3 separate regions of the Mus musculus genome follow, and regions 2 and 3 are each linked to region 1. A link is a contact called in public HiChIP or PLAC-seq and promoter capture Hi-C data. All regions are on one chromosome and are shown on one strand. The core of a region is the stretch at or near the end of the contact, and the rest is flanking DNA. Distances in the headings are between cores, read along the strand shown. Region 1 has its middle 16 kb from the start of Gm35125. Region 2 overlaps Thada (thyroid adenoma associated). Region 3 overlaps Thada (thyroid adenoma associated).

Region 1 (4,377 bases), core at 53-2,552:
TGGACCTGCAGAAGAAGAAGGTCGTCTCAAAATGGGAAGTCTAACATTGGGATCAAGATGGGTATGGAATTCAGATGGACTAGACCACGGAGGTCCGTGGAGGGCAGAGAGGGAAGCCATGCTGAAGGAAGAATGGGGTTAGATGAAAGGACACAGCGGACAGAAGAGGAAGGCACTCAATCTGAAGAGTCTTGTTCTGTCATGTGGCAGAGCGCAGTGACTCCTGGTTGGCGCTGGGGCCAGTCTTTGTTGTGAGAGATCTCGAGGCACATGGCCGGTCTCTTTTGTCTGTATACTCTTTTTTTCCTAAAAGAACCCCAAAATAGGGTGGGAGGGGGAAAGAAAAATCCCAAATTCTTATTTCCCCTTTTAGCTGGTTTAAAAACTTGACAAAAAGTTTGAGCGCTAGCTGCTGACACAGTCTTGCTCTTTCGTGCTTTATCCACTTGGGAGGGAGATGGTGTCAAATGAAGGCCACAGTTCACCTCAGTGCAAATAAGGGCATCAGGGCCTTTTCAGAGGGCTTTTGCTTGGGAAATGGGTGGAGTGTGAGGGGACCAGACTTGGCACAGAAAGGACAGCGGCAAGAATGGCCCGGTTGGTCAAATCCACACGGCCTGCCTTGCCCTTCTTTGTGGCCTCGAACAGATGTTGTCTGAAGTGTGGGTCTCAGAGGTTCAGGGCCAATGTAAGGACATTCTCAAGAGCCAACGGGAGGAAGCCCAGGCACCCTGCATCTTGGGATGGAATGAGGCTGGTGCCATCCTTTGTAGACTCCGTCTGTGGGGCTGAGGGGGATGCTGGCTTCATCCCACTTTCTCAGAAATTCTGATGGGAACCAGTGGGGTTGTATTGAGAAGGATTTCCAAGCTCATTTCAAGCCTTTCCCTTGGCTTTATTCAGCAGGCCAGCCCCCCAGTGCCACAACATCCCCTATTCTCTCCTTTCTGGGCTGGTTAATGCGAGCTTTCTGTGGGGGCAGGAAAATGGAGCAGTTGTTCCATCGGGGCTGGGCACTGACCCTCTTTCTCTGGCAGACTCTTAGAATTTAGAACTTGGATCTCTCCCTCCACCCCACAGAGCACAGGGTGTGGGTCCAAGAAGCAGGGAACTATGGGAGAAAGGGGGTTTGTGACCCTTCTCCTCCTCCAGACTCGTCCTTATTCTCCGAGGACAGGCAGAAAGGGCTCTTCCAAGGCCTGCTGGCAGCCAGGCCCCGTTTGTGGTAGGCGGTGTTTATGTGAACGCACAAATGTTTATGTGAGATTGCCAACCGGTTATTTATGAGTCTCTCAGCCTTTCCCCAATAAAAGCTGTTCCCTCAATGTTCTGACAGGCCCTGCATCTGTAACTAATGTGTCACTCGCTCGCCTAATGCAGTTCACTTGTGTTTATTTTTGCACAAAAGCAATTTATCCAGCGGCTCTGGAAAAAAACAGCCCTGTCAGGAACCTTCTTGGGAGCCGAGTGTTTTTCCTCAAAAGAAGGCCCAAATGGCTCACAGGGCAGGGCAGGCTGTTGGGGCATGTGCCCAAAGTGCCCAGAATGTGAGGGTGGGCAGCGGGTGTGAGGAGAGCTGAGCCCTCACTGTTATCTCTGGTTGTAAGGGTGTGTGTCTGTTTGCAACTTCCTGTGGGACTGTGTAGGTTTGTGTTGGCCTTTCAATAGAAAAGTTCTGCCCAGAATGTTGAATGATTTTAAAATGGTGTTGGGGGTGAGGTGACGCTAGCTTCACTATCCCTCTGGTCGTCATAAATCAAAGTTGGGAGAGTAGGCTGTTGGCGGTTAAAGGGCCTGGAGGAGGTAGCTTAAGGGAGGGCAAGGAGGGCGAGAGCAGGGGCTAAAGGGGAGGATGCTTGGCTTTAGGGCAAAAAGAGCATGAGCTCTGGGCAGTCCAGGACCAGAATGATAAAAAGTTGAAGGCAGATGACTGTGCAGGGCTCCTCTCTGCGCGGGTTAATCTGACGATTGTCACTGTTTTCGTTGCTGTAGGGAAAGGGTGCTCTGAGGGCTTGTTGGATGGCACTGAGGAAGCAGAGATCTCCAGCTCTAGAATTTCAGGGGGAAAGGAAATGAGCCGGGGAGGGAGGGAGGGGTCAGGAGTCAACCAGATGCAAAGAGGAGCCCCCTGTTGGGCTGCACAAGAGCCTGGGGTCTCTATGGTCCTTCACTCCATCCCATCGACTGCCACAACTAACACAAGGCAGTCGATCGGGCAGGAGAGGAAGTGACTCTGGGTAGAGCCCTTCCGCTGCTGGGGATGACCCCGGGTACTTGAGCCCACAGTGCGCAGAGGCCCAACTCATGGTAGATCCTTTCTTGCCATTTCAAAATGGCCTAGTAGGAATAGTAGTGGTGAGCTAGGATAGTGACATCAAAGCCTGAGGAAGCCAGCTCTCCCTCTCGGAGACATGACACCTTCTTCTAGTCTTTCTCACACCAAATCATGACTGTTCTGTCCCAGTTGGCAGGAAGATGGTCTGAATGATCTCCATCTTGGGTTGTTCTCCAAGGAGATTTTGTTAAACCATGATGGCGGACGATGTCAAGCCAAAGATTCTCGTGTTAACAGGGAAGTAGATGTACGGTGTGGGGATGGAGCCTTTGGGTCTTTCTGTTTTGAAGTCTTTGAGGCCTGGCCTAGGCTTTGACTGCTCTTCTCCTTTCTATGCACAGGGATGAAGGCAGCTTTGAGTGTGGGGTAGGGAAAATGGCTGAAGGGCAATCCTGTGCTCCAGGAATCAGCCCACTTTAGAATCTAAAAAGTCGGCCCCTCATGTTGAGGCCCCAACTCCACCTTACCACCCTCCCAGGGATCGTCTCCGACCTCCCTTGCACGTCTTTCCCAGGACTGCCCTCTCACAGTCTGGCTAAGCATCTCTCTTTGCCTTCTGCACTAAGTCACAGTCGTAAGGCGCTTCCCCAGCCTAGCTTGCCTTCCTCACAGCTCCCCACTCGAATGCTGCCCACTCCCCCACCCCATGGGAGAGAGTGGGCCACAGAATTTACAGATCACACTTTCCACGGACAAAATCAGTCTTAGACTCTAAAATGAGAATTCACAAATTCCAAACCCCCCGGGAGGGCTTGAAAAGAGAGCCAGGGCAGATGGCAGGAAATAAAGGGTCTTCCGTAGGTAGGCATGTTGGGGAGGGGCGTGCCAGTGAGGAGTGGTCGGGACGGAGGCTTCGTCCTTGGAGAGTGAGGGAGTGGGAAGCCATTCTTCTCATTTCAAATCTGGATTTTTGACGTGATCTCTCCTAGGGTTACATGTTGGCAACAAGATTCATGTCTAACATGCTGCAGGCCAAACAAAACAGTCTCAGACTGGTTGGGGCTGGGCTATCGCTGTGCTATTGTGAAATGGAGCAGAACTGCCATCTGAGATGTGCCCTCCGCCCCACACTCTCTTAGCAACTCTTGGATGGGAATATTTTTTTAAAAAGATTTATCTATTTATTTTATGTATATGAGTGCACTGTCTTTAGACACACCAGAAGAGGGCATCGGATCCCCTTATAGATGTTTGTGAGCTACCATGTGGTTGCTGGGAATTGAACTCAGGACCTCTGCAAGAGCAGTCAGTGCTCTTAACTGCTGAGCCATCTCTCTAGACCTTGGATGGGAATCTTGACTGTGAGCACCTAGTGCCGGAAGCTGAAAATACAGCCCCATCTCCTGAGAAATGTCAGCTGACACCCACCTGTTCTTCTCTTTGGACCCTGTCACTCCTCTTAGCAGGTGCTGTGGAGTTCTGTCTAGACCCAGCCTCTGGGGATCCTGGAGCCGAAGGACTCAGTCAGGGAGCCCTGCTTCTCACTGATGTTGGGAGCAGCGGTTCTTAGTGTATTAAAGGATGCTGCAATCCTTTGATACAGTTCCTCGTGTGTGGTGATCCCCAGCCATAAGATTATTTCATTGCTACTTCATAACTGTCATCTTGCTACTGTTAAGAATCATAATGTCAATATCTGACATGTGACCCCCTCGAAGGGATCTCGACCCACAGGTTGAGAACCGCCAGTTGGGACTGAACTGATGGTGGAGTGTGGGGGGAGGGTATGTCAGGATCAGATTCTAGGGTTATGGTTTGGGCAACAGAGGGGGCCTCATGCTTCTCAGGGGTGTGTGTGTGAGTGTCCCAGAAGTCACCGCCCGTTAAGAGACTATCCTCAAATTTCCAGATCTCACCCTTTCTGGGTGTAGAAGGGAAGTGCAAATTTTGGCTTCAGATTTGACACCGTGAATGTGACCCCAGCTTATTATCCTCAGTGTGTGGCCTCCAGATAGAGTGGGACACAGCTCCCAGAGGCCTGCCTTTGTCACCAGTAGGTATTTGGAGGCTGAGACTGGCTTTCCAAGGCCAGCCTGGCAGAG
Region 2 (4,849 bases), core at 958-3,457, 350 kb after region 1:
GCAGGCAAGGAGGGCAGGCAGGCAGGCAAGGAGGGCAGGCAGGCAGGGCAGGGCAGGCAGGCAGGGCAGGCAGGGCATGCAGGCAGGCAAGGAGGGCAGGCAGGCAGGGCAGGCAGGGCAGGCAGGCAGGGCAGACAGGCAGGGCAGACAGGCAGGCAGGGCATGCAGGCAGGCAGGGCAGGCAGGCAGGGCAGGGCAGGGCAGGGCAGGGCAGGCAGGGCAGGCAGGGCAGGCATACAGAGGGGCCTTCCACAGTGTAGATGCTCACCACATACAGTTCTTGGGCTCTTTTAAGTCTTAGATGTAGCAGAGAATTAACAAGACCAGCCTCTACTTCTTGGAGGTCCCACCCTCCCCTCTGTGCATCAGAACCTAGTGACCAGTGAGGGGGCCTCTAGGAGGAACAAGAGGCTGGAGGGAGGAGTACACAATTTTTTATTATGAACAACTGCAGAGATAACACAGCATTCCTTCCCTACAGTGGTTCTCAGCCCAGGGAGCATGGGAAACTCATTGGGGAACTTTCGCAAAGCATGTCTAGCTTTAAAGTGACCCAGGTCACTCTGGTGCACATCTGGGACTGACAGCTACCGTTGGTGCTTCCACACCCACTACAGCACTCACCACAAGGTTTCCCAACAGGATCTCTCTGACAAAGTATGTCTTGGGGTAGCAAATGCAGTCTATTTCAACATACGGTACTTACATTTTTGTTTTTAATGGGTGCCTTTTATAAGCAGGGCACAGAACCTGACAGTAGCTTTCTGGTATGAAGCTTAACAGCTTTCTCTAGCGGGCAGTAATTTTTAAACTAACTTTTCTGTTTGTCATCTCAAACTTGATTGGGTTTTGCCTCAGGAAGCCATGGTCTCACTGAAAGGACCAAGTCCTTGTTTGATTGGCCCCACTGTATTTGTATGAGGGTCAGATGGCTTTGGCAATCCTATTTTGCATAGACATTTCCAGTCTTCCCTGTTGGGAAGTGTTCACATGTCCCAGTATGGTCAGCGCAGTCACTCAGGACTGTGTTACTGAGTCTCACACTCGATGTGTGCTCATCTTCAGATATGGCTTTTGTTTGTTCTTCTAAGCAAAGCGTATTTCTGGTCTTTAAGATAATGACTTAATGGCTGGATTCATACGGAAGGAACTACCTCCTGCTGTACTATGACCTTTCTCATTGGAGAAACATATTATTGGGTTTGGTGGCTCATGCCTGTAATCCTAGCACTTTGAAGGCAGAGGCAGAAGGATCCCTGAGAGTTCAAGGCTAGCACAATGAGACTTAATCTCAAAAATATAAAATCAAGTCCTAAGTAATAGAGCAGTCAGTTTTAAGTTACCAATTTAAGAAAGGTGTTTTTATTTTAAGTGATGTGCATATGTGTATCTGTCTGTGTCCAAGGAGGCTAAAAGTGGGCACCAGGTCCACAGAGCTGGAGTTAAAGACACAGTGCACTGCCAGAGGAGGGTGCGAGGAACCACACTCAGGTCTTCTGTAAGAGCAGCATGTGTGGAGCGGCTATGAGCAAATCCCAAGGAGACTTACTATATTCCTTTGAGGCTCCCTGCCACTGAACTTCAGAGGCTCTTATTCCACTTGACCCTGTGTGCTGCTCCCTCACCTCAAACTGAATCTGTCTTCTGCAAAGCTCTGAATTCTCTCATGCGGCTAGGCCAATACAAGTTTGCAGATTGGCTGGGGATATGGCTTGGTTGTTAGGGTGTTTGCCTGCCATGTGTAAGTTCCTGAGTTGGATTCCCAGTCCACATACTCTAGGTCCTGTACTCCTGTCATCCCAGCACTGAAGCGGTGGAGGTAGGAGGATCAAGTGCTCGTGTCACTTGGCTACAGAGTGGGTACACGGCATCCTGGGATACACAGGACCCTCTCCTGCCAAGTGAGCAGATACAGTAGTCCTAAACTTTCACCCAGCATTCCTTAAAGGAGGGGCTAAGAAAGTCTCGATGTGCAGTGGGGTGTCCCACCTTCTCCCAGGTCAGTGAGAGCTACAACCGAGCCAAGTGAAGTTCTTATCTGAACTGGGTCTAAAAATAATCAGCTGATAATTTGTACTCTGCAAATGTTAATGTCTTGTTATGTAATTTCTCAGTAAAAAAAATACTTGTACAGAAAAGGAAACCATAGGAACTACAACAACAAAATCAGCTGATTTATTAATTTTTGGCTTTTCCTTATCAAAGGGAAATTCCATTCTTCTGTTTAATCCAACGCCTCTCCCAGTAAAGCTGTGATCCTGACCCCAGAGGCCCTTCCAGTTACAAACATGGAGAAGCTGGGAGAGGCCCTGGAAACAGGTCTTCTCTGAGCTGGTCTTGGCCTGCTCTTTCTTGTCAGATTTGTTCCTGGTTCTCTGACACCCTTCAAAGAGGTGTCCATCACTTTCCCCTGTGTGCTGGACAGTTTTATGTCAACTTGACACAAGCTAAAGTCATCTGAGAGAAGGGAACCTCAGTTAAGGAAAACCTCAGTTAAGGAAATCTGACTGTAGGCAAGCCTGTAGGGCATTCTCTTAATTAGTAATTGATAGGGGAGAGCCCAACCTATTGTGGGTGGTGCCATCCCTAGGCTGGTAGTCCTGGGTTCTATAAGAAAGGAGGCTGAGCAAGCCATGGAGAGCAAGCCAGTAAGCAGTATCCCTCCGTGGCCTCTGCATCAGCTCCTGCCTCTGTTCCTGCCCTGTCTTAAGTTTCTCTCAACTGTCTTCAATGATGGACTATTATGTAGAAGAGTGAGCCGGATAAACCCTTTCCTCCCAAGCTGCTTTTGCTTACAGTGTTCCATCGCAGCAGTAGTTACTCTAACCAGGAAACTCTGGTTGTCAGAACGTTATGAGAATCATGCATCTCTCCCTCATCCTCCCAAATATCAGTTTTAGGCTGGCATGGAACTCACTATGTAGCTGAGGATGGCCCTGAACTTCAGCCCCTCTTGCTTGCATTTCAAGTGCTCGCATTACAGGCCTATGCACCAGGCTAGCTCAGGGGCAGGTGTGTTTAAGCAAAGAATCCTTAATGTGCTGGTGGGGACGGACTGAGGATGTCTTTTAAGTATACTATTTGAAGAACACCTTCTTAAGCCATAAGCTGTGAGCTCAGCCCTTCTAACTTGTGAATCAGAAGATTACAGAAGGGAAGGGATGAGTGCATGGGGGGGGGACTACAATTTCTAACTACTTCCCTCCAGTTCCATCCCAGCAGCCTTTACCCAACACAGGGAGCCAATCAGGAAACACTGCAGATAAACACAGGACGAACTAAAGACACAAACATGCAGTTATTTCCCAACATAGTCTGCTTCTGCTTCTTCAAAGAACTGCACCACAGTGCAAGATTTGGAGGGGATTTGCACCACCATAAACCCTAGCACCTGCCACCCTTTGATTGACCTATTTCCCACAAAGGATTTTAGGCCTCTCTGATGTTTCCAGGCAACAGGAGACACCATGAAAGCACTCTGAGGACCACACCTGGATAGACAGGCTCTTTTTAGTACCTTGGTCGATTTCTGTTGCCTTACCAGCATCGAGAGGGACTGGGACCAAGCAATCTCAGTCCTTGTCAGTGATAAAAGACAGTCCTGAGACTCTGCCTGAGCTCTAAAGTATGTACTTAAGAAACAGAATCTGGAGGCTGGAGCAACTGCTCAGCAGTTAAGAGCACTGACTGCCCTTTCCAGAGGTCCCAAGTTCAATTCCCAGCAACCACATGGTTGCTGTAATGAGATCTGATGCCCTCTTCTGGTGTGCCTCAAAACAGCTACAGTGTACTCATACATAAAATGAATAAATTGCAAAAAGAAAAGAAAAAGAATCTAAGAGCAAAGAGGCCTCTGGAACTACTGGATTGCAGACACACTACAAGAGGAGGAGTGCAGGGAGGGCTCCCAGCAGGCGAGCCCAGCAGAATCTGGCTGGGTTGCAGAAGTCCACCATGGAGGGAGGAGTTAAGGAACTTCTTCCAGGTAAGCAACAGGAGGTGAGCCAAGGAGGAAGGGCACCAGGATTCCTGTTGTATTTAATGTGCCCACCACAACCCCAGACGAGGCAGTAAAAGGGTGGGAATTTACACACTGGGTGCTGACAGACATCAGTGAAAATTCAAGACTGAGGCCCTGATCCAGAACAGTGGCTTTATAAAAAGAGGAGAGACGTCTGAGCCAGGATGCTCTCCACACTGCTGCCCTCTGCCATGGACGTCACTACTGGACGCCCTCGACAATGCCAGGTAGATGCTGATGTCAAGTTCTTTCACTTCTAGACTGGTGAGCCAAAGAAATCTATTTTCTTTGTAAGTTAGCCTTTCTGTGATGTTTCTAGCAGCAGAAAATGGGTTGAGACACCCAAACATCAGCGCAGAGGCTCTTTCTCCACGTGATAGCCTCCCTTCTTTGCTGTCAATTAACTTCCAGACTCCTATGTTGTACAGATCTATTATCCCAGCACTCTGGGGAAGGTAGGATGATGGTTCAAAGAAGTTGAAAAAGATCAAAATGAAACTTCTAGAGATAAACAGTCCAATGTCTAAAATAAAGACATAGTGGACAGAATTCACAGCAGATGAGAGAGCACAACAGAAAAGACTAGTTAATAGTTAATCTGAAGACACAGAGATAGAAGCTGTGAAAAATGGAACACACATTAAAGAACAAAGAAAAAGCCTAAAACGTGGGGTGGCTATAGGAAACCTTCAGGTGACCTAACACATGTGACAAGAACCCCTGAAAGGGGAGGAAGTGGGCAAGGTACAAAAAAAAAAAAAAAAAAAAAGTCAAAGAAACAATGGTGGTAGAACAATTGATAATCATATGAGACATTTATCTTACATC
Region 3 (4,395 bases), core at 677-3,176, 480 kb after region 1:
TAAAGCAAAGCTCCAGCTTCCCCAGGGTGAACACCATGACATCTGTCCTCTTGTCATAACAGCAGCTAAGTGGAGTTGGGAAAATATTCTCTGCTCTAGAGCTGTTGGTGCATAATTACATGGTTTCTCTTGAGCTCTGGTTCCCCTCTGTTTATTCTGCACATCTGCTCTCCCAATACCTGATCACACAAAGGTATCATAAAGAGCAAACCAACAGGTATAAAGAGACCAGCCCTCAACACAGATCAAAGCAAACAGCCCGTGGAGTGCTCTGGAAATCTTGGCTGGCAGCTCTTGTAAATAAAAGTGCTTCTGAAGCAGAAAGCATTCAACCTCCGTATTTATATAGGGCGTGATTGACAGCTTAGTTATTAACTTCATAAAAACACAGGCAATGCTAACTAGCAAGAATGTTTGTTCTAGCTGTTCTATCTGAAGGAAAATGAAATCCAAGATAGAATGGCTTGCTCTCTGTTTCTTTTAAGTATTTATTTTAGAACCGTGCAGTATAAAAGAATGTTTTTTCAAGTCAGTGAACTTAAGCTATTTTGCTTACTGTTCTGGAATTTAAGTATGTTGTTATAATTCTTTAGAAAACAAATGTTACATTTACTAAAGGCAAATTCCAATGGTGCACCATGATCTTTTGAAGCCCTCAAAAGATTTTTAATCTTCTGAATTACTAAAACTAAAGAAATTTTACATTAATTAACCTCTCTTCCAGTAACTAAAGTGGATCAAGTCAGAGACTCAAAGGGCAGAAATACTTCCCCTGTGCTCTGTTCTCAGGCACGTATCCTCTGAGTGACTTAGGCAGCAGACCTAAGTTCTGCCAGGAAGAGGGAAGAACTGATGTGTATTTTACTAATATTATATTGATGTTTTTAACTGTACTTTTTGTTTGTTTGTTTGTTTTTTTGTTTTTTGAGACAAGGTTTCTCTGTATAGCCCTGGCTGTCCTGGAACTCACTTTTTAGACCAGGCTGGCCTCGAACTCAGAAATCCGCCTGCCTCTGCCTCCCAAGTGCTGGGATTAAAGGCGTGCGCCACCACACCCGGCTTTTAACATACTTTATCACATACAACATTTATTGAAATATTACAAGGTAGCATGCTTTATTTTTTTAAAAAATTCTTAGAAACTATTGTCAGCAGCAAGTAGATGTTCCATCAGGAAATCCTTTAGAACTAAAATCCAATTTTGTATGCAATCTTTTTTTCTATCTCTCTTGAAGTTAATACAGTTAGCACCCATGCCCAACCCCAGCAGGTCCAACTAGAAACGTCAGCTAACAAATAAACACATTTCTCCAACTCAGAGCATAACTTTTTAAGTAGCAGCCCTGAGTATCTACATAATGAGGGAATCTAAATACACTTGCGTTTATCCAATCTATACTCTTCTTCATGTATAAAATAATTTTTTATATAACAAACAAATGGAGGGGGAAAAACAAGTTTTGCTTTTAGAATCAATAATGAATACTTTTAAAGTTGGAGTCATATGAAATTGGCATTTCCTGGCCAAATAAATGCTTATGAAATGGACTGGTGTTTCTGTGAGGATTTGTTTATGTGTTCTTAATATCCTCAGGCCTCAGAGTTTTTTCCATGTAAACATGAGTTTTGTTAAATACCTCTTAAATTTAATTTAAAAGGCTATTTGTTATCAAACCGTTTCCCTCTTAGAAAAGGCTGTCATCAGATGAGCAGCAAACCAAACCCAAGAACAAACCCCACATCCCCAGGAACCCATCCTTGCTCGTCAGTACATTTTATGTACCACAGCCCTGCTTCCTTCAGCACTGGCAAACAGCAGCCTTTCAGAACACAGAATTCTTATGAAATGAATACTCAGCCTCAGAGCATGCCCTGGCCTCCTCCACTACACACTCCTCCCCCTACAGGACTATATTTTCAAGCTAGAATATTTGTTTTGACAGACTTCTGCTTGCTTAATTCTCTGGCAAAGGCTTTCTTGTGTACTCCTGGCCAGTAATGAACATTTTGCCAAAAATATGCAACTCTTGGCAGGACAAGAATAGGGGTGAAAAAAGCCCTGCTGGCAGAGCCTTCCAGAATTGAAGAGAAAAGCAGGTACAGCGGATAAAGAGAATCCTTTCCCTAGCGTATTCTAATTGTCTGCTTCCCTCTTTCTCCTATCTTGAGGAACGTTTCACCTGGCAGCTTGACGTATTTTCTCTGCACTGCATAAAGCACTGGAGACGACTCCTCCGACCTTGCTTTCTAACGCAAGACCTACTTTTTTCCAAATGAAAAACATAGGTGAGCTAATCCTACTCAGAGAGCAAATCTCCCCAAACAATTTCTTAATTACAGTTTGTCAAGAAAATTAAAATCCATTGGACTTGTTTAATCCCAAGGATACTGTCATTATTTCTCCAATTACATTTAAGGACTCAAAACCATAACAAAGCAAAAAGAGTTCAGCCTTCCCCCACTAAGTTCCAATGGCTGGGCAAAGAACCAGCAGGCTCCCTAAAGCGCCTTGTGAGGGTGGGGAGTCTTGGGATGAACAGCCCAGGAACACATTTCCTCCACGGGGGAATCCAAGCAACAAAATACTCACTGATTTTAAGATACACAAGCACACATGTCCTGTCTCCAAATCTGATACTAGAACAGTCTATCTCTGTTGAGAGATTTTACCACATAAATCATTTAACCAGCGATGCTTCCTGGATGGCATTCTCAGCCGTTTGGTGTGCCTACTCACTGAGACATAAAATACCAGCTACACGTGGAAGACTCCTTTGTCTAGGCAGACCTTACTCCTGGGCTCCAGACCCTGTGTATATAACTGCCAAGCGGACATGCTCCATTGGCTCTCCCTCTAGCGTCTCAAGTCTTGGGTCAAAAGTGAACTCAGGAGGCTAGGGATGTTCAGCTGCTACACCGCCTGCCTAGCAAGCATAGTCATTCCCAGAGCCAACAAGCTGGGTGTGGTAACTTACACCTGTAACCAGTGGTAGAGGAGGGAGGAGCGGAAGGTCAATGTCATCTTAACTACATAGTGAGCGAGAGGGTAGCCGGAGACTCATAAATTCCTGGGGGCTGGGGGTGGGGATGGAGGGAGAAAGGAAAGGCAGGTGAGAGGGAGGGAGGGAAAGAGTGAAATAGAGATAGGAAAGGAAGGCAGGCAGGCAAATTATCACACAACCATCCTCAACACCTCTATAAATGATACTACTCCACAGTTTTCTTTACTTGCCTGACTTCTACATATTTCTCAAGCTCACACCCTGACTTTTACGGGATAATCTTCAATCACACCCTGCTTCCAAACCCCTCCCTACAAAAGGCTCTGAGGTCGGGGCCTGCAATGTGGAGTGCACCTACTCTAGTTGACTCTGAGAGTCTTTTTATTTTTGCATATGTGACTGTGCCTGAAGTATGTATGTGTAACACATCCATGTTTGGTGCCTGCAACGGCCTGAACAGGGCGTTGGATTGCCTAGACCTGGAGTGAGCCATCAAGGTGTTTATGGGGACCAAGCCCAGGCTCCGTAAGAAGAGCAAGTGCTTTCATCAACCATCTCTCCAGCCCTTAGCTCGGAGATTCTTAAAGCTAAAGACTTAAATGCTCAGCACATTACTCTGCACACAGCAAGCAAAGCAAGTCCACTGAATAAATGTTTCTAGCAACAGCAAAATGCCCTCTGCATCTCCTCTATGCCAGGCACTCTTTCAGGGTTGTGTGGACAATACTAACACAATCCCACAAGCCTCAGACGTCTGTCTGTCCTGTTTGCTATGTGAGGGTAGTGAAGCAGGGATGAATGTACGTCATCAGTCCTCCAGTATGACATAATGCTCTTATCTCCAGGAGCCTGAGCAATTTTATTCCACCTCTCAGGAAAGAGGACACGATCAAACCACTAGCAAAACTCTGTTGCTTTTAGAAATGGTGTGTATTAGTCAACAAAAAAGCTCTGATATAATGGAAAAATAACTAGGTTAGGAGTTAACACCAGCTCTGCATCACAGCAGATATGAAACATGTAGCAAATTAATCACAGAAACTCCCAAGACTGCCATCTGGAATGGGGCAATAATACTTATCCTACTGGGAATGCCTGGGAACACATGAGATAAGGAGAAGACAGTCTGCAGGCTTTTTATAACGCTGGGTACATTACTGTTATTGCAACCAGAAATAGCAGAATAAGAGGACATTCGCCTCTGCATACAGCCAGTACCTGCAACTGGTCACTGCATACTTTTATTTTGATTTTCTCTTTCAAATAATTGGAAAAGTTTTCACATTTGCATAGCTGTTTCTACCAAATGTTGAAACAATCTTTAGTAAACTGAACCAATTATAGCACATCTGTTTTAAGGCTTTCAGTATAAAATTAGAAAATGAAAAAATAC

Evidence for each region. HiChIP or PLAC-seq counts read pairs in DNA pulled down with a chosen protein or histone mark. Capture Hi-C pulls out chosen DNA fragments and counts their contacts.
Region 2: a contact with region 1 is called in an H3K27ac HiChIP or PLAC-seq map of heart atrium, with 6 times the contacts expected there. The contact joins two enhancer-like sites. A contact is called at or near these places in 1 of 15 datasets of contacts at CTCF or cohesin (large pre-B cells), 9 of 484 Hi-C or Micro-C datasets (the G1E-ER4 cell line, bone marrow-derived macrophages, double positive thymocytes and 2 more), 2 of 115 datasets of contacts at active chromatin or transcription factors (heart atrium and pancreatic cancer cells) and 2 of 9 other capture datasets (embryonic stem cells and liver).
Region 3: a promoter capture Hi-C map of adipose tissue shows a contact between it and region 1. The contact joins two enhancer-like sites. A contact is called at or near these places in 4 of 15 datasets of contacts at CTCF or cohesin (the NIH/3T3 cell line, large pre-B cells and stem cell-derived epiblast-like cells), 16 of 484 Hi-C or Micro-C datasets (B-cell progenitors, CD4 T cells, the G1E-ER4 cell line and 9 more), 8 of 115 datasets of contacts at active chromatin or transcription factors (the HPC-7 cell line, astrocytes, embryonic basal ganglia and 3 more) and 2 of 9 other capture datasets (adipose tissue and embryonic stem cells).

Annotation. Positions count from the first base shown.
Region 1 is chr17:83,888,744-83,893,120 of GRCm38.p6, forward strand. No RefSeq gene overlaps it. Among named protein-coding and RNA genes, the nearest start is that of Gm35125, 16 kb to the left of the region's middle. Within about 2 kb of position 1,303, at least 102 of the 459 cell types and tissues checked have an H3K27ac peak or open chromatin away from gene starts, as enhancers often do. A contact at or near this core is called in adipose tissue, astrocytes, heart atrium and 2 more, where this site is marked.
Region 2 is chr17:84,235,119-84,239,967 of GRCm38.p6, forward strand. The region is part of intron 31 of Thada (thyroid adenoma associated); the gene reads right to left. Among named protein-coding and RNA genes, the nearest start is that of Gm36279, 45 kb to the left of the region's middle. Within about 2 kb of position 2,208, at least 42 of the 459 cell types and tissues checked have an H3K27ac peak or open chromatin away from gene starts, as enhancers often do. A contact at or near this core is called in heart atrium, where this site is marked.
Region 3 is chr17:84,365,910-84,370,304 of GRCm38.p6, forward strand. The region is part of intron 26 of Thada (thyroid adenoma associated); the gene reads right to left. Among named protein-coding and RNA genes, the nearest start is that of Gm24722, 23 kb to the right of the region's middle. Within about 2 kb of position 1,927, at least 86 of the 459 cell types and tissues checked have an H3K27ac peak or open chromatin away from gene starts, as enhancers often do. A contact at or near this core is called in adipose tissue, astrocytes, heart atrium and 2 more, where this site is marked.